Regions from separate parts of the Zea mays genome. Here region 1 is linked to region 2. The links are chromatin contacts, called in public Hi-C maps. All regions are on one chromosome and are shown on one strand. The core of a region is the stretch at or near the end of the contact, and the rest is flanking DNA. Distances in the headings are between cores, read along the strand shown. Region 1 holds the start of LOC100274280 (Signal peptidase complex subunit 3B). Region 2 holds the start of LOC103647645 (putative E3 ubiquitin-protein ligase RF298).

What was found. Hi-C and Micro-C count contacts between places; a contact is called where the count stands out from the background.
Region 1: a contact with region 2 is called in a Hi-C map of ear, with 2.4 times the contacts expected there. The contact joins the promoter of LOC100274280 here to the promoter of LOC103647645 in region 2. A contact is called at or near these places in 6 of 25 Hi-C or Micro-C datasets (bundle sheath, ear, leaf and 2 more) and 1 of 3 datasets of contacts at active chromatin or transcription factors (leaf).

Annotation. Positions count from the first base shown.
Region 1 is chr2:204,607,946-204,610,691 of Zm-B73-REFERENCE-NAM-5.0, reverse strand. LOC100274280 (Signal peptidase complex subunit 3B) reads left to right here and starts at 1,414. Exons shown (of 6, transcript NM_001148644.1): 1 at 1,414-1,681; 2 at 1,868-1,915; 3 at 2,036-2,098; 4 at 2,516-2,569. The coding sequence starts at 1,556.
Region 2 is chr2:204,448,271-204,450,970 of Zm-B73-REFERENCE-NAM-5.0, reverse strand. LOC103647645 (putative E3 ubiquitin-protein ligase RF298) reads left to right here and starts at 1,397. Exons shown (of 3, transcript XM_008672149.2): 1 at 1,397-1,690; 2 at 1,860-2,700. The coding sequence starts at 1,982.

The DNA.
Region 1 (2,746 bases), core at 165-2,664, 160 kb before region 2:
AACAAGAATTAGCACATGCAAATCGCAGAGGGCTACCCAACCTTGTCAAACAATAGGCTCGTCTGAATAGCTTCACAACCACCCGTGGCAGAGCTCTATAAAATTAACATCTCATACCACTCTACAAATATAATGATGTACTACTCCGTCTTTTTATTTGTCGTGCTTTAGTTTAAAAATGAATTAGCGGACGATAAATATTTAAGAACGGTAGTAACATTTAAAACAAGCGTCTGAGAAAGGCCGCCAGTGCCAGACTCAATCGCTGCAAGCAGAAGATCTTTTGAGCCACATTTTTGAATGAAATGTATTTTAGACTAATTTTTTGGCTAAAAAAACCTATATATAAGAGAACCTTTGGGCTGGGCCCTGGGCCACGACCCAGTGGCCCGGGGTCCAAATCCGCCCCTGACAACCACAAAGCAGGCACTTTCAAGTATAGAAAAGATGCAACATAGCAAATCCATTTAGTGCTAGTTTGAGAATCCCATTTATTTAAGATATTTCCATTTTTCAAGAAAAAATGTTTATTTTTTAGGAAAATATGAATTTCTTTAGAAAAATAGAGTTTCTAAACTAGCCCTTAGTGTGTCTCATACTTCAATTGACGTAGGGTGAATTCAATTAGAAAATTCAGTAAAAGCACCATTAGGAGGATAACAATTAGACAAATTTGGTTAAGCGATTAAATACAAGATCTTGTCGTGCCTGAGCTGACTTATCGTATTAGTGCCAATAGACCATCTATATTCGGCGGTGTGTGTGGTGACACCCAAGACGTGGGCGCCGCCAGACGGCCCGTGCGCTGGGTTTTGCGGTGCGTGTGGGAGCAACAACGGTGGATGCTGGTTAGTGCTGCCGGACTGCTAATTGTGACATGCCCAAACAGGACAATCTTCTTTTTTTAAGAAGCCTCTACTAGGGGCTGTTTGATTTCATGCATAAAATGTGTGACGTCTTATGTACGAAACTAAGGGTCTATTTGGTTCGTAGCTAACTACGCCATACTTTATCTAAGTTTAGTTGTTTAAATTGAAAAACTAACTTTAGTCAAAAACGTTAGGTAAATTGTGGCAAGTTAGACATGAAACCAAACATGCCCTAAAACGCTAGTTTTCCGTCTCGGATGTGTCGCGGTCACTCTTTTTCTCCACTGGGCTAGGCCGAGCCTTCCATTGCCAACTAGGAATGGGTCGACTCATACAAATGGGCCGCTATAGGCCTATTTATTGGCCCAAGTACACCCTGAACGCTTGAGTCTTGACTGTCTGAGCCACTCTCCGTGACGTGCGTCGACCAATAAGCGCGCGCCATGTCATGCTCGCCGCTCTCACCGACGCGCGGGTCCCAGCTGATCGAGGGGGATCTGCACTGCACGGGCTAACTTCTCTCTCTTCCGGAAGCACTTCCCGAAAAAAGGAAGACAGAGAAGGAAACGGCAGTGAAGTCGCCGGCGCCGCCGCGACAGGAGGAAGGAGGGAGTAGCAGCGGCAGGGGAGGTCCGGCGATCTCGGCTGCTGTGGCGCGGTAAGGGAGGAAGCGGAGCCGCGACAGGATGCACTCGTTTGGGCACCGCGCCAACGCGGTGGCAACGTTTGCGGTCACCATACTGGCCGCGATGTGCTTCGCCGCCTCCTTCTCCGACAATTTTAACACCCTGACACCCACCGCATCCGTCAAGGTATCACGCCCCTCTCCCCTGCCCCACCGCGTCTCTCTCAATCCCGTTGAGCCTGCCCGCCTGCCTTGTGTCCGATCTCCGCGGCGTCTCTATCTTAGTTCGTGACTTCGAGCGTGGCCGCCTCGATCTGCTTGTACAAGCTTCATGTGTCATGCTAACGGGGTCCTCATCGTCTGGGTTACACAGATCTTGAATATAAACTGGTTCCAGAAGGAGGCCAACGGCAATGACGAGGTAACTCATATCCGCTTCCTTTTTTTTGTTTGCAAATTAATCAAAACTCGCATCAGACTAGTTGTGTCAGATATGTGCCTCGAATTTCTAACGATTAATTCCTATCCTTTGTTCGTTCAGGTCAGCATGACGCTGAACATTTCGGCTGACCTTTCATCTCTTTTCACGTGGAACACAAAACAGGTAATGTGTATTTCTGGCACTCCATACCCATTCCCCTCATGTTCACCGTTTACAGTTTCCACATCATTACTATGTTTTACTGCACTGGAAAGTATGATTTTAGATTTATGTATGAGGTCAACACTGAAAAGTAACTGAAGAGGAATCCTCGAGCACAGGAAGCACTCTCTCGTTGCTGTCTAGGTCCTTGAGCAAATGAAAGCTTTAGCCTGAGTTATAGTGTTCTCAGTTGTTGAAGAATGATCTATGAGAAATATAATGGAAATCTGCCATCAGAAAATTTCAGTGGGCGTATTTTGTACATTTTTGCAACTAATTTCTATAGAACCTGATCTATTAGTGGCTTGCTGTTCAAGTGAAACTTTAGAAGGGTTTCGCTTCTGTCTGCTTAACTTTACTTTTCTTGCATGATTCTAGGTATTTGTTTTTGTGGCAGCAGAGTATGAGACTCGACAAAATGCTTTAAATCAAGTAAGTTTATCAATTATTATTCTTGATGAGTCGATATATTACTTGTGACCCTGTGGCGTGGGCCTTTATTATAGTGCCTCAGATGATTATCAATTACTATTAGCCTGCAACAATTGTCCATAAAGGCATGAGTTTTCTGTTTGGGACTGTAGTGCAATCTCATGCAATTGCCAGTTG
Region 2 (2,700 bases), core at 148-2,647:
CTCTTCTCAATCACTTGGAACACAAAGTTCCCACAAGGACCACCACAAGATTGGTGTCTCTTGCCTCAATTACAAGTGAGTTTGATCGCAATGAAAGAATCAAGAAAGAAGAAAGCAATCCAAGCGCAAGAGCTCGAAAGAACACAAGCAAATCTCTCTCTCTAATCACTAGGACGTTATGTGGAATTTGGAGAGGATTTGATCTCTTGAGTGTGTCTAGAATTGAATGCTAGAGCTCTTGTAAGTAGTTGGGAAGTGGAAAACTTGGATGCGATGAATGGTGGGTGGTTGAGGGTATTTATAGCCCCAACCACCAAACTAGCCGTTTTGGTGAGGCTGTCTGTTCGATGGCGCACCGGACATGTCCGGTGCGACAGCCACGTCACCAAAGACGTTGGGTTCCGACCGTTGGAGCTCTGACCTCTGGGCCCGCCATGATGTCCGGTGGCGCACCGGACATGCGCTGTAGATTGTCCGGTGCGCCAGCATGGGCGTGTTTGACCACTGCGCGCGCAGCGCGCGCATTTAATGCGTCGCAGGTAGCCGTTGGCGCCGAAATAGCCGTTGCCCCGCTGTTACACCGGACAGTCCGGTGTACACCGGACAGTCCGGTGAATTATAGCGGAGCAGCTTCAATAAATTCCCGAGGCTGGCGAGTTCCGGAGGCCGCTCTTCCTTGGAGCACCGGACATGTCCGGTGTACACCGGACAGTCCGGTGAATTATAGCGGAGTCGCCTCTGGAAATTCCCGAAGGTGACGAGTTCGAAGTTTGAGTCCTCTGGTGCACCGGACATGTCCGGTGGCACACCGGACAGTCCGGTGCGCCAGACCAGAGATGCCTTCGGTTGTCCCTTTGCTCTTTGGTTGAACCCAATACTTTGTCTTTTTATTGGCTAAGTGTGAACCTTTAGCAGCTGTATAACTTATGCACTAGAGCAAACTAGTTAGTTCAAATATTTGTGTTGGGCAATTCAACCACCAAAATTAATTAGGGACTAGGTGTAAGCCTAATTCCCTTTCAGTATCCCTCCAACAACACAATTATGCAAAGATATGTTCAAAAAGGAGTTGCTCCTTATCACATATAAAATGAGAGATCAGTTAACATAAGACATTATAACCTGGTTACAAGCATTGTAAACTAACCCCCTTACTCCCCTTGCTCTGTAAATTCTTGCTCTAAAATAAAAATACTGTAGGAAATCCTACAATAAGTTAAGTAAAAAAAGTAAGCAAAACATTATACATCATCTAACAGATGCCTATTCGGATTGGGGATTTGGAGGGCTAACTTTGGTATGGAAATATAACACAACACGATGGCTGCAATCACTGGGATAGTCATTCATCGTACAGGGGCCCATATCTTTACAGGGTTGAGCCTCATATCGGAATGCGGCTGGGGCCTGAAATGGATAGAGATTTTACCGAACCCAGCCCAGTTTCTCCCAGGTCTGGCTGGTGGTGGCGATTGGCGAGTGACTCGTGTGACTCGGCGAGGCCTACATAGCGAGGCACGCCTCCTGCAGTCCTCCTCCTCGTCTAGTCATCTCTCCTCCCCCTCTCATCAGACATCAGAGCCCTTCTTCCTCCGCCTCCCCTTCACCCCCATCTCGCCATACGCTTATCGCCCATCCCCTGATCACCAGCCGCCGCCGCCACCGCCTCGATCCCGTCCGATCCAATCCGGTACGTGTGTCGATCCGTCACCTGATTCTCTCGTCGGGCTGTACCAGATCGGATTAAGGCGTCGTGACCATCTGATCTTACGACTCAGCGCATAGGAGTTTTTCGTTGGTTGTTTGTTGATTCGTCCAAGCTTCACGATTCTTACAATACCCTTTTCTGAATTTTCCAGGTTTTTTCCTTGATAATGCGCGTGGCAACCTTGTCAGTTCAATCCGTCCGTGAAGAACTTATCCTTATTTTCGTTTGCATCGCATCGCTTCTGCGTTTGGGGGAAAAAGGGCCGCGTCCTTGATGTCTACTATCGCGACCCCGCCGCCGCCATCGGCGGCGCAAGAGAAGGCCGCCAGCCGGAATAAGCGAAAGTACCGTGCCGAGACACCATCCACGGAGTTGGGCCCATTCGGGCTGGAGTACCCACTGACGACGGACTGCGTGGGATTCGAGTTTATGTCGCCCGAGAAGGTTGCCATGGCAGCCGCGGTAGCCGCCGCTGAGGGTGTCAGCCTTGACCTCCTCCAGAACTCGTGCGAAAACTGCAAGGATCTCCACCCTACTGCGGAGGACTTGTTGGAGTGCCAGCGATATGTGAATTGGGGTGACCCAAATGAGATGCAGCTGGAGGAGATCCTTCTCAAGAGTCTGGACACCACCTTTGACAATAGTGTGAGTCTGATCACCACAATGGGCTACTCTGAGGCGGCCGCACGTGCTGCTATTATGCGGACAGCTGCGCAATACGACTGGAGGGAGAGCCTTGCTGGGTTTGGAGAGGCGGCGGTTGAGGTTCTCAAGACGGAAGGGGACATGTTGCCAAGGGAGGGTGCCTCTGTTGAAGACATGAGGAAGATTGAGGAGGCTGTGCTTGGCAGTATGGTTACGTTGGTAACTGAGGCTCAGCCATTCAACACCCCAGGCGATGTAATGTATTGCTTGCTTATGTCGGATATGAATGTGGCAAATGCATGTGCCATGGACTATAACAGTTTCTCCCTCCCAGCTGTGTCTGCTCA